Regions from separate parts of the Mus musculus genome. Here regions 1, 2, 3, 4, 5 and 6 are each linked to region 7. A link is a contact called in public promoter capture Hi-C data. All regions are on one chromosome and are shown on one strand. The core of a region is the stretch at or near the end of the contact, and the rest is flanking DNA. Distances in the headings are between cores, read along the strand shown.

Region 1 (3,317 bases), core at 798-3,297, 1.6 Mb before region 7:
GCGGCATTGGGGGGTGGGGATCTTCAGTCAGAACAGGAGCTGGGGAGGGATGTGGGCTCTTCTACCCCAGCCTTGGACTTTCATCAGGTGTTGAAGGTGGGGGTTTCCCCCTGATTTGGGACTCCAGCAGAAGATGAAGGCAAGCTCCTCTTTTATGGTTCAGTTTGGCTTCTTTGAGTTCATCTGTGTTTGTCAGAGCTGAAAAGGGTACCACGCCAAGGACAGTGGCTTTGGGGTGTATGTGTGACAGATCCGCATTGGCTCATATGCAAAGACTGAGGCACCCAGCAGACTCTGAGGGACACACTCTCACCCTGCCAGGGGGCCCAGCAGCTCAGTTCAGCACTGGAGTCAGGGGCTGGAGTTTCCCACAAAGCTAAGTTGATTTCACTCCTGCTGCAGGGACCTCAGCTAGCAGGGCCTCCCCTCTTCTCCACAGCTGGAAGGCTGTGGCTCCAGGCATGGCAGGTGACTCTGTTCAGCAAGACTAGACATGATGGTCCCCCTCCATGCTCTGTAATTTGTCCCTGGAATCAGCCATTAAGTCATCTGTGAGGCTGATGCCAAGGATAAGAGCCCCCTATCAGCTTCAGGGATCTATGGTCCAGACTCCCTGGCTGGGCTGCCAGTTGTGCTGTATCAGCCTCCAGACAGGCTTGGTGGGAAGGGACCCAGGCTGTGGCCCTGGAACCAACTTGCATGACCGTGCCACTGAGACACAAGTCCATGACTCCTGGTCCAGGAGTCCTCGTAGCTCTCCCTGGCATTCTGTATCCCCCACAAGCCCCAAGTTCCCCAAATCAAGAGGAAAGGCATAATATTTTGCTCGAGCACCTATATACCTACCATACCTTATGTTAGGGGTCCCCACAGGTTCTAGCCACAGGCCTCCAAGAAACAAAGGATCTGCAGGGATGCTGGAAGGGTCTTAGTAAAGGCAGAGGATTGGCTCAGGGCAATAAAGATTTGGGAGGCTGGGTTCTGAACACTGTCCCCACCCGCCTGCTTCAGTTCAGCCACCTACCAACTTTCTCGCCCCCAACGCAGGAGTGTCCCGGGGGGCCCACGTGCAGCTGGGCCTCACCACATCCGGGAGGGGGGGGCGGGCAGGCACTTGAGTGGGGGAGCACAGAATGGCTGTGAGTTACCCAGTTTTTCATTCTTACAGTTTGGTGTGGGACCAGGGCCTGTCCCAGAGGGGTTTGTAGCTCCTAAGGGGTCGGAAGGGAACAGGTTCTGTGAATAGTCCTTCTTCCCCTGAAATTCCCGCCAGGCCTGGCTATGCCCTGGGAGAGCCCAGCATCGTCAACAGAGTTCCTCTTTAGCCCTGGCCTGTGGCATGGGAACTACTTCTTTTTAGGCTCTTGGGGGTTTCCCTGGGCCCCTGGGGAAAGAAACTGTCCCAGTCATAAGAGGAAACTCGTCACAGGCCCCTGCGCCCCTTCCCCATTAAAGCCCCTCCCACCCCACCCCACCCCCGCCCCTGCCCCAGGGCTTTGGCTTTCCAGGACTCCTCCACCTGGGCCTGGGCCTGACATGGGAGAATAGGACAATTTCCTGACGGTTGGTGTCTTTCCTAATAGTGTATCATTATGGGTAGCAACAGGTAATTTGTCCATTTTTGCTATCGAAATTCCTAGAATGAAAACCCTGGGAGAAAATGGGAAAAGTGAGGAAGCTGAAGACCTGAGTAACTCAAAGGCTCGGTGCAGCTGAGAGCTGAGTTCCTAAGCACTTAGTGGCTTGAAGCCTGGCAAAGAGTGGGGAGCACTGGGGCATATACACTGGAGAGACGTGGGTGGGGCCTCTAGACTCCAGGCCGACACTTGTCACGGTCTGGTTCCCAGTTTCTTCCCCCGCGTGTCCCTCCCCCTGATGCCCCGCCCCACCCACCCCCTGTCCGCTCAGGGAGCCCCGGGGGCGGCCCAGCCAGAGTCCCACGTGAAGCCGCGGGGGCGGGCACCGGCGCCTTCCTGCTCTACCCTTGTATGGTGACCCGAGGGGCCAGCCCTCGAGTATTTAAGCCCGGGCTCGACGAAGAGCCCCCAGAACCGTCAGCTCCCGCCACACAGACACCGCGCCGCCGGAGCCGAGGGAGAGGACATCCGGAAGCAGGAGGCTTTGCGATGCCGATCGCCATGGGGCTGGAGACGGCGTGCGAGCTAGAGTGCGCGGCGCTGGGCGCGCTGCTGCGGGAGCCGCGGGAGGCCGAGCGCACGCTGCTGCTCGACTGCCGCCCGTTCCTGGCCTTCTGCCGGAGCCACGTGCGCGCCGCGCGACCGGTGCCCTGGAACGCGCTGCTGCGGCGGCGTGCGCGCGGCACCCCCGCCGCTGCCCTCGCCTGTCTGTTGCCCGACCGCGCACTCCGGGCGCGCCTGGGCCGCGGGGAGCTGGCCCGTGCCGTGGTGCTGGATGAAAGCAGCGCGTCTGTGGCCGAGCTCCCGCCGGACGGCCCCGCTCACCTGCTGCTAGCCGCACTGCAGCACGAGATGCGCGGGGGACCCACGACCGTGTGCTTCTTGCGAGGTGAGCCCGCGCCCCGCGCCCTGCGCCCTTCGCCCCTTCTCCCATGTTCCGCGCCCCGCGCTCTTAGCCCCTTGTCCCACGTTCCGTGCCCCGTTCCCGACCTCTTGGCTAATCATACCCTTTCTTGTCTTTCCCACAGGCGGTTTCAAAAGCTTCCAGACGTACTGTCCGGATCTGTGCTCTGAAGCTCCTGCCCAGGCCCTGCCTCCTGCTGGGGCCGAAAATAGCAACTCTGACCCGAGGGTTCCGATCTATGACCAGGTGAGTTGATATTCGAATTTGTTGTCTTCATTGTGCATTCTAGAGGGATGCCTCTGGAGAACGCCAGTGGGGAAAGACAGGGGTGTGTTCCAATATACATTCCCAGATGTGGAGAGTGTTTGTGTGACCTGCAAATGGTGTGAACGTGTATATATCCTCATACAGACTTTAAGGCATATGTGGCACAAAGTGTCTGAACATATGTCCCCTTGTGGCCTCAAGACTTTTAATTCTGTCCTTGGTCAGAAGGCCTAGAGCTTCTCTTGTTTCTAGCCAATCCAAGATGTCTGGATCAAGCCCTCCAGCACAAGGCTGAGTGAGGTCTCACCACCGTCCCCTTCCTCCTCCAGGGTGGTCCTGTGGAAATCTTGCCCTACCTGTACTTGGGCAGCTGCAACCACTCCTCAGATCTTCAGGGCCTGCAGGCCTGCGGCATCACAGCAGTTCTCAATGTCTCTGCCAGCTGCCCCAACCACTTTGAGGGTCTTTTCCATTACAAGAGCATTCCAGTAGAAGATAACCAGATGGTG
Region 2 (3,077 bases), core at 367-2,866, 1.5 Mb after region 7:
CAGTTCTTACCTGCAGGCACCAATGCAGCAGAGAACAGGGAGCTCCCACTTATCTTTCTCTTGGTTCCTTTTTTTCTATTTTATTTTTCTTCCAAGATGGCTCTTGATTGTGCTAATGGGGTAGGGAGCTCTGAAAAGGACCAGGAGTCATAGGTTAACTGTAAATAAGAAAAATTTCAAAAAAATTAAAAAAACAAAAAACCCCAAAACAAAACAAACAAACAAACAAACAAACAAAAAACCGAAAGAAAGAAAAAGAAAGAAAAGAAAAAAAGTTTGCTGGTAGGGTTTGCTCTAAAGCCAAGAGGCTGCTTTCTTAGCCAAGAACCAGTATTTTTCAGATTTGTTTTGTTCTGTGTTGGTCTTGTTTTGTAAAGTATTGTGTTCTAGTGAAAGACCCAACTTTTCATTTGGTCACTTTTCAATTTGCTGTGTATTTGCATCCCTGATAGACTTTGTACTTTCTAGGAAATGGGCTTCTGGAACTTGTAGGAGGAGCGGACCTCATTGGCAGGAGTCTGACATTTAGGAGACAGGATAGAGGTCTTGTAGACTGTCACTGAGATGGCCCTGAGGAGGGAGATCAAGAGTCACAAATCTTAACTCAAGGAGAGGTTTTTACTACCCAGAGGGAGGAAGTTTAAAGAAGGCCCGCTTCAACGCACATTTGCAGGTCCTGGCTCTGGTCTGCGCACACTTACTTATTCAACAAATAAAGGAAGGGTGTTTGCATAGAGTTCTAACTTGGCGCCCTAGGTCTAGCAGCATCCAAAGTGCTCTAAACTGAGGACTGCTACCTTCCGAAAAAATCGACTTATGGTTCCTAGAAGCTAGATGCACAAAGAACGCTGTTCGCTTCCCTGGTCTCTCTCAGCGCTTTCAATCTTCTCCTGACCACTATGCATGTATCAAGAAGTATCTCCCCGCTCGCTGCGGAGCACCGTGTGCTGTGCTTCCATCCAGCTCTAGAGAATCAGGCCCAGCTTGCACATCTGGAAAGCAAGAGAGATTTCCCTAGGGTTCGGGTGGGGATGATGTGGGCTGGTTTATTTAAGATGACATACTCAGAGCTAGACCGGTCCTAGGTACTAGGCAAATTCTTCTCGCAATTACATCCTTTAAGTGCCTTACAACTAACTCTCTCTCTCTCTCTCTCTCTCTCTCGTGTGTGTGTGTGTGTGTGTGTGTGTGTGACAGAGAGAGAGAGAGAGAGAGAGAGAGAGAGAGAGAGCGAGAGCGCGAGAGAGGCAGAGGCAGAGGCAGAGGCGCGGGGTGTGTTAGAGAGAGGATCACATTTGGAGAAGGATGGAGATGGCTTTCGAGTGCCTGAGTTCACCAGTTGGTGTGGCTTGTGCCTGGTGTCAGTTTCCTCATCTGTAAACAAGGAAAAAAGCCCATGCCCGGGGGCCTAGGACCGTGACTAGGTGGGAGACGTGTGCCAGGGGAGGATAGGGAGCGTCCTGTCCTGTTACCCGGAGACCCCCAGTGCGCCCGGGGAACTCCGCGGCGCAGCGGGGCGCGCAGGGGTGGGGCTCACGGAGGCGGAGACGCCCGCCCGGCGTCAGCGAACCAGCGCCCGCCTCTCAACGGCCAATGACGAAGCGCCTTACAGCCCAGGCCGCGACGGGAGAGAGGCTGCGGCGAGTGAGGCGCTGACAGGGACTCGCGGGGGCATCTTGCACAGACCCCTGGACCACGCCGCCATCGCAGCCTCCAGCCCAGTCCTCTCTCTGCCGCTTCTCCTCGCCATGGAGGCGAGGCCGCCGCCGCCGCCGCGGGGCTTCGAGCAGCGGACCGGGCGGCGGCCCTGAGGGGAGCGGCGGGCCGAGACGCCGCCGCGGTCCTGAGGCGGAGCTGCCGTGCGCGTCCCCCGCGGTCCCGCCCAGCGCCGGGCTCGGTAAGCGTTCGCGCCTGCCGCCGTCGGGAGGGCTCGGGGAGGTGGGGTGGCTCGGCCGCGCGTGGGAGCGGTCCCTGGATCCTATCCTGGAGGAGCGCCTCTGGCTTGTGCATCCTGGCACCGTGGACAGGGGGAGGGGGTCCCGGAAACGTGCGGGACACAGACAGGCTGGAACTTTGCGGACGTCCTCCTCCGGCCCGGGCCAGGGCGCTGCCGTAGTTCATTCTGAAAGAAAAAAACTTTGAGCAGCGAAAATGGGATTTGCTCAGGTCCATTTAATGGGAGGAGATAGGTGGCACACGCAGTGACCATCCCACCTCCCACCTTCCCCTTAAGACCCCTTCCTGGTCCTACTCCCAGGCCCCTCTCTGCCGCCCATTCCCAACTGTTGTGTATGCTTAAGAAGGAAAATATGGACTTAAGCTACCCAGAATTCAAAAGCAGCCACTTGGGAACGCACATCTCCTGTGTTTACTTTCAGTAATTCTTAAAAATTGCCACGGGGGGGGGGGGTTGAGCCCCTAATATTTCCTAAAAATAACAACTACAGAGGCAGAGATGATCCTGTCTATTAGAGGGTTTTGTTGTTGATAGTGATGATATTTGTAGGACAAGCAAAAAAATGTTCCAAACCCTCTTGGACAGAGTGTGATGTCGGCCGAAGCCCTTGGCTAGGATAGGGAATTTCTGTTGAAAACCAGCCTCATGTCCCCGGCTATGGCACCACTTGTTACCTGCTAACTCTTGAAGCAGCCAGAGAACCAAAAGATGGTGGATGAGGAAAGACTGGGACAGGATGAACATCTTTCTGTCTGGATACTCCTTTCGAAAACGTAGATCAGACGCTGTCATTTGTGTGCTTAAAAACTCCTTCACTTTCCTTCCTCTGTGAATGAGATGGAGGAAAACCCAGATGCCTTACCGTTCCCTACAAGGCTCTTGGCAGTCCTTCCTGAACTTAATCTTTGATGGTTACCTCAGTCCTCTCATTCTCCTTTCTCTTCCACGCTGTGTTTAGCCATTCGGAGCGGCTCGGCCACCCCCTCATATGTGGGAGGGTTTTGCTTTCAGGGTCCCCCTTCTCACCCTTCCTTGCCTGGTTCCGGGCCTTCCTTGTTTGAGAAGCTTCTTGCGGACCGGCTTCTTCTGGGTCCTGTTTAAGACTTCCCTGATAGAATTC
Region 3 (3,471 bases), core at 437-2,936, 1.7 Mb after region 7:
AGGTAGGTAGATGTCTGTGAGTTCAAGGCCAGTCTTATCTACAGGACAAATTCCAGGACAGCTAGCGCTATACAGAGAAACCCTGACTTGAAAAAAAAAAAAAAACAAAAAACAAAGAAAAAGAAAAGATGACTTACTGGCTGGAGAGATTGCTCAGTGTTTAAGAGTACTGGCTGCTCTTCCAGAGGATTGGGGTTTGATTTCCAGCGCTCACACTGTGGCTCACAATCAACCTTAATTCAAGTCCCAGGAGATCCAACGCCCTCTTCTGGCCTCCTCCAGCACTGCATACAAATGGTGCAGACATGCATAAATGGAAGTCACCCATACACATATAATAAAAAAATATAAATTGACCTATTTACATGATAAATGCCAAGACTCCGTTGGGGACCAAATAGATAAATAAATAAATAAATAAATAAATAGATAGATAGATAGATAGATAAATGAGAAAGACACACAGGCACATCAGTCCGGCACAACTCTCAGCTGTATGAAATAGTAGTCTTCAGATTTTATTTTGGTCTACCAAGCAGGACTAAATTCCCTAGGGCTAGCCTTCGGCAACTGAGGACAGTAAGCCTTAGAACCTAGTTCTAGAAAGGCAATGTTCTAAGCCGGGCACTGTTCTACGCCTTTAATCCCAGCACTCGGGAGGCAGAGGCAGGCGGATTTTCTGAGTTCGAGGCCAGCCTGGTCTACAAAGTGAGTTCCAGGACAGCCAGGGATATACAGAGAAGCCCTGTTTCGAAAAAACAAAAAACAAACAAACAAACAAAAAACAAAGGCACTGTTCTGGGTCCTCAGTGTGGGCAAAGTGCAGAAAACATGAGCACAAAATACCAGTTCCCTCTGACGTTGGAGTATCTATATATGAGCGTCACAGGATGAAGCAATGCCCAGATGCCTACACCAAGTGAGCAATGTAGCCTCTGAGAAGAGGCGTGAATCTATCGACTATAAAGGCTCCTGTCCAGAGTTCCCGAGTTAGAGCAAAAAGATCTTAACAGAAAAGGAGCAATTACTTCCTATCCCCGGGGGGAGAAAGAGAAGGGAGAACCACTCCTGGCCCGAGTTGGGTTTGTACAACCAGAAACTGCTTAAAATGAAGAAAGGATATTTGTCCTATTGCCTCACCCCGTCCTAAGCCCTACATCAAACGCTGCTCAAAGTGCTGGCGAAAAGCTGATCAGAAACGCCGACTCGCAGGCGCCGACCGAGACCCTAGGCTAAGTCACTTTGCTAGGGCTTCACGTGCACACTGGAACGGAGAGACCAGGGAGACTGCTATCACAACAGCCCCGTGAGAGACGCAGACTCGATCTCCACCTCGCAGGGGGCTAAAAGCGCCGTCCGGACCCACTCTCACAGCAGTCCGCCGTGATAAGGTGACCCTAGAGGGTGATGCTGAGAGGTGCTCCGGGGCGGCACGAGGACAGCCCGCGGGGAAGCGCAGCAGGCCCGGGAGAACCGGGATGGCGGAGCGCGCGGCCCGGACCCGGCGAGGCCAGAGTGCAGGCAGCAAGTCGAGCCACCTCGTCCTCCCCGGCCGCCCACTCACCTGAAGCCCGCGAAGGCAGCTCCCTAACTCCAGTCCCGGGCCGCCCCGGGTAAGTCAATGCACAGACTCCTGCATCAACCGCTCCACAACCCACTTCCGGCCAGCGGCCCTCACCTTCCGCTTACGTTGGTACCGGAGCCGCTGAGGTTCAAAAAACCGTAGTCGAAGTTTTCCATGACCATTTTCTAGTTTCTGACCTTAGAACATGGAGAGGGAAAAATATTATCCTGGATGGGTCGCTTTGAAAGTAATTGAGCAGAAGTAATTGGCACAGGTTCTGGGTTTTATGACTTTGAAGAAGTCACACAAACTTTTCAAGCCTAGTTTGTCATCTATACAAAGAGAATCATGATGCATTTCTAATAGTGAAAATGCTTTCAGAAGAGGAACTAGCAATGGATAGATGAAAATGTATGCAAGGATCCCGGCATAGGGATGCACGTCTTTAATCCCAGAACTAAAGAGGCAGAGGCAGGTGAATCTTTATGAATTCGAAGCCAGCCTGATCAAAATAGTTCCAGGACAACCATAGCTATATAAAGAGACCGGGAAGGGAAGGGAAGGGGGAAGGGGGAAGGGGGAAGGGGGAAGGGGGAAGGGGAAAAAAAGGGAAAAGGGGGGAAAAGGGGGGGAAGGGGGGAAAGGGGGGAAAGGGGGGAAAGGGGGGAAAAAGGGAAAAAAAGGGAAAAAAGGGAAAAAAGGGAAAAAAAGGGAAAAAGGGAAAAAAGGGAAAAAGGGAAAAAAAGGGAAAAGGGAAAAGGGAAGGGAAGGGAAGGGAAGGGAAGGGAAGGGAAGGGAAGGGAAGGGAAGGGAAGGGAAGGGAAGGGAAGGGAAGGGAAGGGAAGGGAAGGGAAAAGTGGAGCTGGAACTGAAGGTGGGTAGGTCAGGATGGTCTACCTCCCTTAGGAGGGCCTCACACGTGGCTGGTTTGGCTATCAAGGTAAGAAAGATTCTCCCAAGTCCTATGTAACAGAAGTGCCTGTCCCAGGCCTGTCGGTGTCTATTCAGTCTTCAGCCTTGTCAGTGCCATCTATTTGAGACGCTGTGAAGGAAAACTGAGAGAGATACCATACTTTCTCCAAGGCACTGGTGGGGAAACAGGCTATATAAGAGGTTGTGACAAAGAGATTTGAGACCAGCATCCCAGCTTCTGGGTTCTATGTAAGGCAGCCTGCCTGGCTGTGAACATTTGAACATCTGTGCCTTCCAGACCATTGGTAACATGGCCCTCACTGACTGGGGACTTCTTACCTGATTACAACCTGCTCATGAACCCAGAGTGAAAAATCCCACCCCCAGGGGACAAACTTTGATTGCTCCTGGGCAGCCATGACAATCTAGTTTCTCTTTGCAAAATGCTGTTTCCTAGTCTCCTATGAAGTGGGAGGAGCTTATAGCCCACCTCTAGTCAACAGTACTGGAAAGGAAGAGTTATTGCATGCTTCTAGGACTTTCTTGGCTTGCGCATATGGAGGCCAGAGGTCACCATCAGGCAACTTCCTCAATTACTGTCTACCTTACTTTTTGAGACAGTGTCCATCACTGTAACTGGAGCTCACAGATTCTGATTGGATGATTAGTAACAGACCTAGTGGCTCCTGTGCTGGGGTTACAGACAGAACAGGCTTCAGGGCCTGCTCTTATATTGTTGTTGCTGATACAAATTCAGGTTTACATACCTGTATGGCAGGCACTTTATTGTTTGAGCCATTTCCCCAACACCCAGGAAAACTTTTTTCTTTTTAAGGTATCTGTATAATTTTTATAGGTTTGTTTGTTTGTTTGTTTGTTTGAGACAGTGTCTGACTGAGTAGCTGTTCTAGAACTCACTCTGTAGACCAGGTTGGCCTCAAAGATCTGCCTGTCTCTGCCTCCTGAGAACTGGGATTAAAGGTGTGTGCTACCAC
Region 4 (3,265 bases), core at 443-2,942, 1.9 Mb after region 7:
ACACAATACACACACATAAAACACATACACACACACAATACATGCATCTACACACACAAACACAGACACAATTTAAAAATAAAAAAGAAGCCAAGCAAAGTGGCTCATATCTTTAATCCCAGCACTGAGAAGCAAGTGGATCTGTGAGTTCAAAACCAGTCAGGCCTACAAAGTGAGTCTCTGTCTTAGGAAAAAAAAAGTCATTTTCATTCTTCATAGTTTTGATAAAAGACAACAAAACTCTACAAAACACAAGGCTAGATGTGCTATAGCACTTGTCCAGCAAAAGCAATGTATTGGGATTTGACCCTCAATACTAGAAAGAAACACACACACACAGACAGAGAGAGAGAGAAGAGAGAGACAGACATGAGAGAGGAGAGAGAGAGAGAGAGAGAGAGAGAACACAATACAACACTCAATCAAGAACACAGAAAAAGCCGGCCAGACACGGTGGCACAGACTCAGCATTCAGGAGGCAGAGGCAGGTGGATCTTTTCGGGTTCAAGGTCAGCCTGGTCTACAGTGAGACCCGGTCTCAATTAAAAAAAAAAAAAAAGACAGAAAATAGGATAAGCTATTCTAATATTAGTTGACAACCCCCACTCAAGGGAACAATAGCATATTGCTTTGCCAAATGGCTGCAAGTAAGCAAACAAAAAAGGCCTCTTCTGGTTTAATGACAGGTTAGCAGTACCCAAACCCCAATGACTCCTCCCTTCCCTTTCTTATAGGCTCCTACTGCAACACCTCCACCACTCCAACCTCCGCGTTTCTCTGGCAGCCGCATACTAGCTCCTTCACAAACAAAGCCCGGACGGCTATCAAGGTCAGCCCCAAAGACAGAGAGCAGAAATTGGAAACAGATCTTCTGTATGGAAAAGGGCAGGGCAGCACTCCCTAATATCAACTCCCCTTCCAGTCCACCCGCACTCCTTATCACGAACCTAGTGTCAGCCGCTCTGGGGGGTTCCGAGCCTCCTTTTCCCTCTCCATCCAGTTTCCTTTTTCTTCCTGCGCCCCCAATGACCTTCAAGCCCCTGAAACAGGTGCTCCCCAAGGGAAAGGGGTTGGATGCAGTGGCCAGGGACAGGTGAGCGGAGTTCCCTGTACACGCAGGGGACTGGAAACTCTATAATCGAGCGGCAGTCTGGGGCAAAGGGTCTGGACACCTAGGAGCAAAGGGGTTTACGCGGCAGTTTCGGGAGCTCCACTCGCGTGAACACAGGGCCTCTAGCGGTGGGCTGTCGGTGGGGAAGGTTTAAGGGAAAACCGGTCCATGGGGTGGGGATGTCACAATGGGGTCTTCCCGGAAACCGCAGTGGGTTGTCGAGCTACAGACATAGCAGGGTCCCTCCAGAAGGCCGCCTGTCCCTGGGCAAACGTTCTTCTCAGAGCCGTTTGAAACAATCCTCCGCAAGGAAGCCATATCAGACCACGCCCTGCCGCCCGAGGCGTAGCCGCCCCAAGGCGCATCCCGGGCCACCCTCGGCTGTCTCGACGCGGCATACCTGACGGAGGCCGCCCCACTGCCAAAGGTGCCAGCGAAGCGCGCGGGGGACAGCCCCAGCTGCTGGGGGTCGAACGAGTCCATGGAGGCTGGCGGCGTAGGACCTGGGGGCCGCGGAGGGTCGCTGGGGCCGGCACCGCTGCGGGCCAGCGGCAGGGCGGAGCGAGGGTGCGCCAAGGGGGCGGGGTCGGCGCGCGCGGGCACGCGGGGGCGGGGCGGGAGCGCGCGCAGCGGGGGCGTCAGTGTGAGTCCGGCCCAGCGCCGCACCGTGCTGCGGAGGAGCCAGACGGACTTGGGGTGCGGGCCGCCAGGCGCAGGCTCCGGGACACCACACCTCCGGGCCCTAAGGTCTCTCAGTGCGGTGAGGGTTCTGCGGGAGCTACAGCCACGCTCGCGGACGCGCCCGGGGCGGGGTCTCGCTCCCGCGAGGGCCGGGCTAGGCTTCTTCTGGTCTGTATTTGGCTTTATCTCTAGGTGTCCTGGACCGCTGCCTGGCTACAGTTATCTGTTTCACATCAGTTGCCTATCCATCCTTGGAACGTTCGGCCCCTTAGCGATGCGGCCTGTTGAGAGCACTGGCATCAGTGTGCTCACAGTATCCCAGGAGACGCCTGCCTTTGCAGTTCAGAGTCTGGATAGAATTGTTTCCAGCTGTGGGTCGGTGGGCCAGAAAAAATCTCAGAGCCCAAGTTCCTTCCTGCATAAAGTGGAGAGTTGCTTACTATATACAAGGTCTACTTTAGCATCACATATCGACCTTGTCAAGATGTCCTACGTGTCCTAAATTCATCTTTTCATGGTAAATTATAACACCACAAGACTAGTTTCCCTGCTACAATGATCAGCCTTTGAATTATTTATAAATAGTACTGGCTGAAAAAAATCCTTCTTCCACTCATAAAGATTTTAACAATCCCCAAGGTATCTCTTGCAGGTTTGAAAAAGAGAAGGAACTAAAATGCTTATTTTTATACTTAAAGGAAAATAAAATTTTGCCTTCAGACCCAACTCGTGAATGTGTAACCATTGTTTAGAGGTAACCAACACAGTATCTGAAAATCAGCCAATCAGAGACAGCCTCTCTTCAGGGGCTTCCAAATCAGCCAGTTATCAACAGCTTCTGAAACCCAGCTAATCATTGACAGCAGCCCAATCAGCAGCGCAATGACCAGGCTTCCGAATGAAAGAGCCTTTCTTAGCTGCTTTGTTCTGTAGACCACTGTTAACAGCCAGGAGACTGTAAATTGCTAAACAGTCAATTTATTGAAACACCTCGAGCTTTTACGCACCCAGTCATTATATACATCTCCAGCTCTGTTAATCAGCTTTGAGAATACATCTTTTCTCTACAAGCAAATGTGATATTCACCTTCTTCCTTCCTCCTCCATTTGGTATGTTTTATGTAGCCTAGGCTGACCTTGAACCCCTGAACTTGAACCCTTGAACTCTTGCTTCAACCTCCTAAATTCTGAGATTACAGGCCTGCATCATCATGTCCAGATGGAAGGCTACTACAATTTGTAGCACAGAACAAAATTGTGTGCCTTTGGTTGCTTGGCCAATGTCGTGGTATGCAGATATCACATCTTTTGTATTCATTTATCAGTTAATGAATATAGAAGCTTTTTTCCACACTTTCTGTGCCTTAGCTTAATGCCAATATGACCAAATACCGAAAGTTTTTGTGTAGACATGTTTTTAATTCTCCTGTATATGTAGTATACTCCTAGAAGTGTACTGCTTGATTATACTGA
Region 5 (3,135 bases), core at 104-2,603, 1.7 Mb before region 7:
GTACAGCTTGTCACAACCATCCATAGCTGCAGCCACGGTGTTTATGAGTTGGAGGCAGGGGGATCAAGAGTGCAAGAGAAGTCTCTGGATAGCAAGTTTGAAGCCTGCCTGGACTCCAGGAGATCTTTTCTCAAAAACCAGATAAGGGCTAGAGAGATGGCTTAATGGTTATGAACACTGGCTGCTCTTTGAGAAGACCTGGGTTCCAACCCCTCCACACACATGGCAACTCACAACCTATCTGCAGCTCCAGTCTCAGGGGATCTGACACCCTCTTTTGGACTTCGTGGAAGTCTGCATGTAATGATACACAAACATACATGTAGCCCAAACACCTATCTACATAGAATAAAATGTAAATGATAAACCAAACAATAAAAAAAAATTGCCAGCAAAATGGCTGGGTGGATTAGGACACAGACTTAAGGTTCACTCGTGCTTATTAAATATCAAGGGAAAGCAGAACTCACTGTTTTGCTTTCAGTGTTGTGTAGAGAATTATGAAAAGACTAAATACCACCTTTACATAAAAGGTACCACTACTGCTGAATAAAACTGAATAGTAATTCCATACATATTATTTATTTTTCATATATTTCTTTAGTAAAACATTCGTGTCACATTGAGGAGGACAAAGTTATACATATGCTGTAATCCGCACACCTAAAGTCCTGACAGGCTGTGACAAAAGATTGGGCACAAATAGTTCTTCCTCTACCGTCAGTCAGCTGACACAGGGGAGAGTCTTGCGGAAAGGGGTTTGGGGTAGAAATCCAGTCGGTTACTAGAACTAGGTACATGCTAACTTGCTTTTTTTTTTTTTTTTTTTTTTTTTGTCTTTTTGTTGTTGTTTTGGTTTTTTGTTTGTTTTGTTTTGTTTTTCGAGACAAGGTTTCTCTGTGTAGCTCTGGCTGTCCTGGAACTCACTTTGTAGACCAGGCTGGCCTCGAACTCAGAAATCCACTACCTCTGCCTCCCGAGTGCTGGGATTAAAGGAATGCGCCACCATGCCTGTCTTGCTAACTTGCTTGAACCTTCAGCTTCCTTATCCCTTAGTTTCCGTTTGCCTGCATGTCTGCCTGCCTCACAGGATGGCTGGTATGAGAAACCAAAAGAATTACAGAAAGGGACTTTCAACATACGCTTAGGGGTTGGGCCTTGGCTCTGTCGCAGGTAGAGATGCCTGGAACCACAATTTGCACGCGCGTGTGTCTCGTCGGTCAATGGAATCCTTGACCCGGATGTACTACTGTACATCTCCGCAAACCCCGCCCAGAAGCAGTGGTTAGTAACCGGAAAGTCTCACGTTTAGCGGGCGTCCCGGAAGCGGAAGCAAGTCCGTTTCTTTTCTCCGTCCCTTACGTTCGTCCTGCGTTGTACCTGTTGTGCCAGGGCGGTTCGCTGAAGCGGTTCGGAGCGTGAAGAAGAGTGGAACCCTGAGTTCCCGGAGCATCAGCAGCCATGGCGGATGTGACTGCCCGCAGTTTGCAGTACGAGTACAAGGCGGTGCGTGTGGTCTCGAAGGACCGGTGCAGACAGGGGAGGTCGTGGACAGCCACGGACACTTGAGCGGGAGATCAGAGCTGGGTGAAGGATGGATTAAAACACGAAGGAAAAACCCCGTGGAATTTGGGGCGCTTGAGAATTTAGGAGTTGGGTTTTCCCCAGCCCCCTCAGCGCTAAACTCGCACCTTCTTCTCTTTACCCGCAATGTGCCCAACATTTTACCCAAATGTGGGCTGTTGTGGATGCTCTTAGGAGCGCTGGTCGTTCACCTTCTCAGACAGCAATAGTGCTCGCGCATCGTGTAATGCTATGTTATTTCTTCTTAAGAGCATGATTTTTTTTTTATTCCACTGTTTTCCCATCATCTGCTGTCACTGTAATAACAGGATTCAAAACTATACATATCAAAGTTTTGATAAAGTATGATCTTTTCAGAACTCAAATCTTGTGCTCCAAGCTGACCGCTCTCTCATTGACCGGACCCGCCGGGATGAACCGACGGGAGAGGTTCTGTCCCTGGTTGGGAAGTTGGAGGGAACCCGAATGGGAGATAAGGCTCAACGGACCAAACCACAGATGCAGGAAGAAAGACGGGCCAAGTAAGTACTAAGGGGATGCTGGATGCTATTTTTCCATCTAATGTAAAGCCCATCTTTAGCATTAGAGCAGTAGTTTTACTCAAGTTTATATGGAAGATGAGTGGTGTGTGCACAACAACCAAGGTTTAGAGCTTCTTTGGATTTAGGTGTAATGAAGTGGAACAAAATCTATTGATACCTTTTACTGACTCGTTTCTGATTCATAGATGTTAATTTTCTTCCGGTTATCTTTTTAAAAGATCTGTTTTATTTTTAATTACGTGCATGTGTATGTTCGTGTGGGTTTGTGCACACGTATGCAGATGCCTGTGTGGAGGCCAGAGAGGGTTTGAGAGTCCCTGGAGCTAGAGTTACAGGAGGTTTTGAGTTACCCAGTGTGGGGCTAAGAACTGAACTTGGGTCCTCTTGGAAAGCAGTACTGGGGTGAACAACTCGACTCTTCTCTCCAGCCCCATCCCCGACTGTTTTCAGGACTTGAGTTAATCTCCTCTCTGTAATTCACCTCCACCATGTTGTTACAAGCTTCTCTCCCCAACCCTTCTCTCCTTTTGTTGCCCAGCACTTCCTGATGATTTCTGTTGTCTTTTCATGTTGGTGGGTTCATTTCAAAAGTTAAATACTACTTACTTTATTTTGCCTGCCTTGCTTTTCTTTTCTCTTCTTCTCTTTTCTTTTCTCTTCTTTTCTTTCTTCAGAACAGAGTATCTTGCTCTGTAGACCAGGCTGGCCTTAAACTCAGAGATCCACCAGCCTCTGTTTCCTGAGCACTGGGATTGGAATTAAAAGTCCTGTGCCACCACCTCCCGGAAAATTGTGTTTTCTTTCCCCTCCGTCCCTCTCTCTCTCCCCTTTTAAAAAATATTTATTTTATGTATATGAGTACACTATAGCTCATCTTCAGACTGTAGCTGCCTTCAGACATGAAGAAGGCACCTCAGAAGAGGTCATCGAATCCCATTACAGATGGTTGTGAGCTACCACGTGTTTGCTAAGAGTTGAGCTCAGGACCTCTGGAAGAACAGTTAGTGCT
Region 6 (3,452 bases), core at 447-2,946, 2.0 Mb after region 7:
AGATTTGTTCCTATTTAGATAATGTAGACTTGATGAGAAATCTTGCTTGTCAACTTGACTGTATCTGGGATCAACAACAACACAAGCACATAGGCATTCTTGGGAAGAACTGGTTTTTCTTTTTAAGACTAGGATTCTCTATGTAGCCCTGGCTGTTCTGGAATTCACTCTGTAGACCAGGCTGGCCTCACAGAGATCCACCTGCCTCTGCCTCTCAAGTGCTGGGATTAAAGGTGTGGGCCACCATTTCTTGGGCATGAAGAATTGTCTTAATCAGATTACCTGAAGCAGGAAGACTCATTCTAAATCTGTGTAGCACTTTCTCATGGCAGATAAGAGGACAGAGAAGAAGAAACTTTGCTTTCTGTCTGCTTGTTCTTATTCTTGGAGGGAAGGTCATCTATCAAGTTTCTGCAGCGTTACCTCACTGATATTAGAACTGACTTCTTTGGATCAGCAGTGAGATCTCCAGGAATCTTTTAGGACTCCAGCACCGAATTGGGACTGTGGAGTCCAGTCTTGTGGATCAAGCACCTTTCTAGGGTGGGACAGCCATTGTTGAACTACTTGGACTGCATCCTGTAAGCCAACTAAATAGATCTCTATCTATCTATCTATCTATCTATCTATTCTTTTAGTGGAACAACTCAGATGGCTAAAACAACCCATATGGCTTCTTCACTCAGTGACTGTTCTTCCAGCTATAAGCTTACCAGATTCATTTGCCTGGGACCTTTTCTCTCCATATGACCTCTGTATGAATCTTTCCAAGGTGGAAGAGCAGGAGAATCCCAGGACAACAAATAAACAAATACCTCCCAAACCAGACCAAGCAACAAAAGAAACAAAAAATAAGATCAGAGCTGGAACTGACACGTTATCTCTTTACCATATCCTTCTATCGGTTTAATATAGTCAAGGTCCAGCGTACATTCCAGGGTAGTGGCCCATACAAGGTTATGCTATTGGGAAGTATGTATCATTGGGAGTAGGAGAGGCACTGGCGTTAGCAAGAAGGGTGTGCAAGCTGAGAGCGCTCCCGGTAATTCTGGGCTGTTCTTTCTTCAGAGAATATGGATAGGTCGTGGGGTACAAGATAATGCTAAACTTCTCCTGCAGAATTTAAGGTACACATAGACATGGTCTGCCACTGGTTCAATCCGCTCGCTATCAAGGAAAGCCTGGCTGTGTGTGCATTCAGTCAGTTACACATCTATTCATATGCAGGTGCTTAATTAACACACGTGCCATTTTGTTATCCCTAGTTTAGAAACGCGAATGCAGTAAGTACTACTTCTTCAGGTCTCAGCTAGCAACACACGACATCATTAGCCTTTTGGGTCCGGTTTCTCACCAAAATGGAGTTGGGGTTATAAGCTGAGCTTTGGAGGCGTCCAAAGGGTAACACTTACCACAGTCAGCTTGTCTAGCAGAGCCAGGCAGCCACTGTAAGGAGGTACTGGCTAACTCGTCGTAGCGCGGTGCGGAAAGCAAAGAGCCTCCGTAGACTAGGCGATGTTCATCCGCGCTAAGACCCTGGCATTGAGCAGGTCTACATGCTGGGCACGCCGGAAGACCACGGCCCTGGTCCCGCCCCCGCGCATGCCAGCCCCGCCCCTGCCCGACGCACAGCGGGAGCCCCGCCTTGGATATGGACCCGCCGGGCCACCGTCGCCCGGCCCCGCCTAGCACGGCCAGGCGAAGGGGAGCCGGCGTGCGGGGTGTGTATGTGTTCGCTGGGCGCCGGCTCAGCCCCAGGAAGATGGTGGCGGTGGCGGCGGCGGCGGCGACTGAGGCGCGGCTGAGGGGGAGCACGACGGCGACAGCAGCGCCTGCGGGCAGGAAGGGCAGGCAGCACCGACCCTGCACCGCGACAGGGGCCTGGAGGCCGGGACCGCGCGCCCGGCTGTGTCTACCGCGGGTGCTGTCGCGGGCGCTGCCCCCGCCGCCGCTGCTGCCGCTGCTCTTTTCGCTGCTGCTGCTGCCGCTGCCCCGGGAGGCCGAGGCCGCTGCGGTGGCGGCGGCGGTGTCGGGCTCGGCCGCAGCCGAGGCCAAGGAATGTGACCGGCCGTGTGTCAACGGCGGCCGCTGCAACCCTGGCACCGGCCAGTGCGTCTGCCCCACGGGCTGGGTGGGCGAGCAATGCCAGCACTGCGGGGGCCGCTTCAGGTGAGTGCGGGTGGGGAGTGCAGGCCCAGCCTGATGTTCCAGGCCCAAGGCAGGTGCAGGGCTTGAAATCGCGAGGGTAGAATTTGCCCCACTGTGTTTGATGATGGCTTGCCTCCTGGAGGGATGTTCATTTGGTGGCCTTCGGGTCTGCCTGTGGTGGAAGATTGAGAAGGAACGGGAACACTCGGGAGGCATTTGTTGCTGTGGGTTAGATGTGGGTCCTGAAGAGTATAAAAGCCCACCTCGAAAACGGGCTTATTTAGGATAAATGAGGTATCAAGGAAACGGTGAGTGAGTGAGTTCTTCAGCACTTGCCTTTGACCAGCCCAAGAGATTGGAGATATGTGTGTCTGGAAGAAGTACAGCCGAGGAAGTGACATGTTGGGTGAAAATAGAAGGTAAGGCTGGGTTGTAAGATTTCAGGGATAAAAGTACCATTGGTTGTTGTTCCAAGGAAAGTGAAGAAACTAGTTTTTGGATCCTCACTGTTGGCCTATTGGAACGGGGTTGTCTAGAGAGGAGAATCCTATTAGCCCTAGATTCTCCACAACATGCAGTTGGCTTGGTTTGGGGCAGAACCTCTTGGAGAGATCACTTTTTAATTAGCTTTTATCTATTATTTGCTTCTGTTGTGAGAGAATTTTTGGATAATGCACACAGGTAGATCCATCATCCAGAGTTTGATGTGGTCCACAAGAAGTTAGGAACACAGCAAGGGGAAGTTATAAGACCTACAGTGTCATCCATATCTCAGGCAGATATTTGTTGACTGGGTTCCCCATTTGACGTGGGAAAGTGAGGGAATGTGAACGTGGCGTAGGATTGATTCTTGCTCCAATTGATCTTATGTTCTAGTGAGGGCTGACAGGCAGTCAACACGTAACTAGGCAAAAGGAATGAGCAGGATAATTTCAGATAGTGGTAAATGCTAAAAGCAAAATACAAACAGGTGGTCGGTCTTCCAGGATTCCGATAAGTGGTGACATTAGAAGCCACCCATTTGAGTGTCATTTGATCTGAGTGAGGCCTGAACCTGGCATAAGAGAACCTGTGGAAATGAAGGGGCAGAGAGTGTGTGACTGGCTAGCAGTAAGCAGAGAAGTCTCGGAGGAGGAGGAGGAGGAGGTGACATTGAATTTGAGCATGTGAGGTTAAGTAGGATTTGCAAGCGTGAAGTTGGGGAGAAGAATTCCAAATGGAAAAAAAAAGCTGCAGACATAGTGGTAGAGTCCAGAAGGTGGAGTTTTGCCAGTGCCCCTGTAGTAGAAGAGAGTTGTAAGGGA
Region 7 (3,109 bases), core at 284-2,783:
TCACATTAGGGTTGGCGAGATGGCTCAGCAGGTAAGAGCGCTGACTGCTCTTCCAAAGGTCCTGAGTTCAAATCCCAGCAACCACATAGTGGCTCATAACCACCCGTAAAGAGATCTGACGCCCTCTTCTGGTACGTCTAAAGTCAGCTACAGTGTACTTATGTATAATAATAAATAAATCTTTGGACCGGAGCAAGCAGGGACTGATGGAGCAGGGCCAACTGGATTGAGAGGGGTTGACCAGAGCGAGCAGAGGTCCTTAAAAAAAATTCAATTCCCAACAACCACATGAAGGCTCTCAACCATCTGTACAGCTATAGTGTACTCACATACATAAAACAAATAAATCTTTTTTAAAAAAAGTTTCACATTAATTACACAGCAAAGCTATGGTAGCCCAATTAGGCTAACAGTTTCCACTAAGGTATTTGAGACTGAGCAGTGAACATATACATATATCCTTTCCCCTTGAAACAGTGTTTCCCCTATGTAGCTGAGGTTGGCTTGGAACCTGCTATTTAGACCAGGCTGGTCCCAGTCTCCCAAGATCTGCCTGCCTTTCAAATGCTGAGATTAATAGGCCCAGCCCAACACTGTAATGTTATCTTAATGAGGGTGGAAAAAAACTCGTGAAGGATGTGTCAAGGGTTCCACTGAGGAAAGAGAGAACATAGAAGACAAGGATTTAGGAGAGATGGAGTTTGAGGGCATTATCAACTCAAAAAACTAAAAAGTGGGCCGGGCAGTGGTGGCACATGTCTTTAATCCCATACTTGGGAGGCAGGGTCAGTCGGGTTTCTGAGTGAGTTCCAGGACAGCCAGGACTACACAGAGAAACCCTGTCTCGAAAAATTAAAACCAAAAAAAAAAAACCAAAAAAAAAAACCAAAAACCAAAAAAACCTAAAAAGTGAGTGGGTATCTGCACAGAAATCCCGCACTCTGACTAAGTACGAGATTAACAACACGCTTTTCCAAATTAACAGAAAAACTAAGCCGAAATGATGCTTGCTGCTTTATTCTGGGAGTTCTGGTTCAGGATCACTGGCAGAGCAGTCTATGTATCCTTCAACTCTCGAGGTGCCGGCAAAGCCACCTCGGAGGTGACTGACAGCAAACACGTTAAGCGCACGTGCAAGGGGAGCAGCCGGCCCCTGGGGGCAGATTCAGAGGCTGGGGCCTCCTCCCGCCGCCCGGCCACTGCCCTCGCCCGCAGTCCCTACTCTGACTTCCACCCCACTTCCCCTTCCGACCTCCCCGCTCCGGTCCCGGCCCACGCGCCAGCCAGGGCTCGCCGGTTTCCAGGAGCGAGGGGGCGGAGCCCAAGCGGTGCCCTGCAAAGGACCAGAACGTGGGGATCACCTTTCCTCAGGGTCGGCGGCCGGTTTTTTGCCGAGGGCCGGATTGGGGGGCTTTGAAAAGAGATTTTCAAAATCCATAACTCAGACAGGGACCGTTCCTCTCCACGCCGAGCAGGTACTGAACAACCAGCGAAGCGGAGGCTACAGTCGCGCCAAGGGCCACACGCTCCGCCCAGCGCACGCGCACGCGCTCGCGCTCATGTTGCTTGGGCGCGACTCCGCGCGACCTGGCCAGCCCTACCACGCATGCGCAGTTCTCACCGTTGGTGGGGAGGCTTTCGGTGCCTGAGCTGCGCACGCGCAACTCTCTGTACTTATGTCCGATTCGTTCCTTAGTGCAGCACTACAATGTCGTTAAAAAATTAAAATAATCTTTAGGATTCTTCTTTAGAAAGCTGTGCTATTTTTATATGTACGAGAGAGAGACAGAGAGAATGAGTGCAGATGCCCGCGGAGGCCAGTTATTGTAACCCACCTGACATGAGTGTTGGGAACAGAACGCAAGACCTTTATGTTTTAACTATTGAGCCATATATCTCTTCCAGCCCCTTTAAAATTGACAGGTGACCAAGCAAAATTAATTGCACAAAAAGGAACCTAGACGATCTCTTCTGAGTAAACACATAAATATATTTAAAGCAGGCAAATTCAATAGAAAGTACTAAGTATTAAGACTATTTGGGGGTGGGGGGGTGGGGGGGTGCAGTCTTAGAGACCTGCAGATGAAGATGCAAAACTCTCAGTTCCTGCTGCACCATGCCTACCTGGATGATGCCATGCTCATTCCTTCATGATAATGGACTGAACCTTTGAATCTGTAAGCCGGCCCCAATGAAATGTTGTCCTTATAAGAGTTGCCTTGGTCATGATGTCTGTTCACAGCAGTAAAACCCTAAATAAAATGGAAGCTGGTAGCCGGGCGTGGTGGCGCACGCCTTTAATCCCAGCACTTGGGAGGCAGAGGCAGGTGGATTTCTGAGTTCCAGGCCAGCCTGGTCTACAAAGTGAGTTCCAGGACAGCCAGAGCTATACAGAGAAACCCTGTCTCGAAAAACCAAGAAAAAAAAAAATGGAAGCTGGTACCAGGGATAGGTCTGACCATGCTTTTGTTTGGAAGAATGTTGATTTCAGGACTTTGGATTTGGAAAGCGGTGGAATGTTTTAAATGGGGCTTAATGGACCATCCTAGTAGGAATATGGAAGACTTGCTGAGAATAACTGTGCAGACCAGGCCCAAGAGGTTTCAGAGAAGAATTTTCAGTTTGTGGCATAGAGACTGTTTTTGTGGTATTTTGGTGAAGAATGTGGCTGCTTTTTGCCCTTGTCTGAGAGTCTATGTGGGGCTAAGGTAAATATATATATTAATTGCATTGACAAAGGAAGTCTCAAAAAAGCCCAACATAGACTTTGTTCTCTGGTTAAATCTCATGAAGAGGTTTTTTTTTTTTTTTGAATAAGTGTAGCAGGCTTTGAAAGGAAAAATACAAAATATGTGGTTGACATTAAAGGGGCACCAGGAAGTGAAATGGAACTGAATCTTATGTTCAAGGAGGTTAAATTGAATTAAGGAAGTGTTGACCTTAGGCCAAGATCCACACAGCAAAGTACAGGTCTTTAATTCCAGGAGGCAAAGACAAGCAGATCTCTGACTTTATGTCCAGCCTTGAACAGAGCAGGTTCTAGGTGAAGAAAAGTTTTAAGTCCAGGCATGGTGATACATATCTTCAATCCCAGCATTAAAGGAGACAG

What was found. Promoter capture Hi-C pulls out the DNA fragments that hold promoters and counts their contacts. Capture Hi-C pulls out chosen DNA fragments and counts their contacts.
Region 1: a contact with region 7 is called in a promoter capture Hi-C map of pre-B cells, with 2.8 times the contacts expected there. The contact joins the promoter of Dusp2 here to the promoter of Zc3h8 in region 7. A contact is called at or near these places in 4 of 39 promoter capture datasets (hippocampal neurons, liver and pre-B cells).
Region 2: a promoter capture Hi-C map of liver shows a contact between it and region 7, with 5 times the contacts expected there. The contact joins the promoter of Ptpra here to the promoter of Zc3h8 in region 7. A contact is called at or near these places in 2 of 39 promoter capture datasets (both in liver) and 1 of 115 datasets of contacts at active chromatin or transcription factors (astrocytes).
Region 3: a promoter capture Hi-C map of liver shows a contact between it and region 7, with 4 times the contacts expected there. The contact joins the promoter of Ubox5 here to the promoter of Zc3h8 in region 7. A contact is called at or near these places in 2 of 39 promoter capture datasets (both in liver) and 1 of 115 datasets of contacts at active chromatin or transcription factors (astrocytes).
Region 4: a contact with region 7 is called in a promoter capture Hi-C map of pre-B cells, with 6 times the contacts expected there. The contact joins the promoter of 4930402H24Rik here to the promoter of Zc3h8 in region 7. A contact is called at or near these places in 2 of 39 promoter capture datasets (liver and pre-B cells).
Region 5: a contact with region 7 is called in a promoter capture Hi-C map of liver, with 4 times the contacts expected there. The contact joins the promoter of Snrnp200 here to the promoter of Zc3h8 in region 7. A contact is called at or near these places in 2 of 39 promoter capture datasets (hippocampal neurons and liver).
Region 6: a contact with region 7 is called in a promoter capture Hi-C map of adipose tissue. The contact joins the promoter of Atrn here to the promoter of Zc3h8 in region 7. A contact is called at or near these places in 3 of 39 promoter capture datasets (liver and pre-B cells) and 1 of 9 other capture datasets (adipose tissue).

The regions. Positions count from the first base shown.
Region 1 is chr2:127,334,112-127,337,428 of GRCm38.p6, forward strand. It overlaps Dusp2 (dual specificity phosphatase 2), which reads left to right and starts at 2,048. Exons shown (of 4, transcript NM_010090.2): 1 at 2,048-2,526; 2 at 2,666-2,787; 3 at 3,138-3,317. The coding sequence starts at 2,127. Gm46762 (a long non-coding RNA gene) reads right to left here and starts at 1,440. Exons shown (of 3, transcript XR_003953899.1): 1 at 1-1,440.
Region 2 is chr2:130,448,662-130,451,738 of GRCm38.p6, forward strand. It overlaps Ptpra (protein tyrosine phosphatase, receptor type, A), which reads left to right and starts at 1,617. Exons shown (of 21, transcript NM_001163688.1): 1 at 1,617-1,897. It overlaps Gm52562 (predicted gene, 52562), which reads right to left and starts at 2,909. Exons shown (of 3, transcript NR_165481.1): 1 at 2,874-2,909; 2 at 2,632-2,783; 3 at 1-2,122.
Region 3 is chr2:130,628,352-130,631,822 of GRCm38.p6, forward strand. Ubox5 (U box domain containing 5) reads right to left here and starts at 1,687. Exons shown (of 7, transcript NM_001255993.1): 1 at 1,565-1,687; 2 at 138-284. Fastkd5 (FAST kinase domains 5) reads right to left here and starts at 1,651. Exons shown (of 3, transcript NM_198176.3): 1 at 1,565-1,651; 2 at 138-284.
Region 4 is chr2:130,838,453-130,841,717 of GRCm38.p6, forward strand. 4930402H24Rik (RIKEN cDNA 4930402H24 gene) reads right to left here and starts at 1,693. Exons shown (of 37, transcript NM_029432.2): 1 at 1,512-1,693. The coding sequence starts at 1,594.
Region 5 is chr2:127,207,033-127,210,167 of GRCm38.p6, forward strand. Snrnp200 (small nuclear ribonucleoprotein 200 (U5)) reads left to right here and starts at 1,354. Exons shown (of 45, transcript NM_177214.5): 1 at 1,354-1,506; 2 at 1,942-2,105. The coding sequence starts at 1,462. It overlaps 1810024B03Rik (RIKEN cDNA 1810024B03 gene), which reads right to left and starts at 1,248. Exons shown (of 2, transcript NM_198630.2): 1 at 1,143-1,248.
Region 6 is chr2:130,904,799-130,908,250 of GRCm38.p6, forward strand. It overlaps Atrn (attractin), which reads left to right and starts at 1,697. Exons shown (of 29, transcript NM_009730.3): 1 at 1,697-2,169. The coding sequence starts at 1,763. A730017L22Rik (RIKEN cDNA A730017L22 gene) reads right to left here and starts at 1,598. Exons shown (of 3, transcript NR_015523.2): 1 at 1,413-1,598.
Region 7 is chr2:128,942,487-128,945,595 of GRCm38.p6, forward strand. Zc3h8 (zinc finger CCCH type containing 8) reads right to left here and starts at 1,534. Exons shown (of 9, transcript NM_020594.2): 1 at 1,362-1,534. The coding sequence starts at 1,438.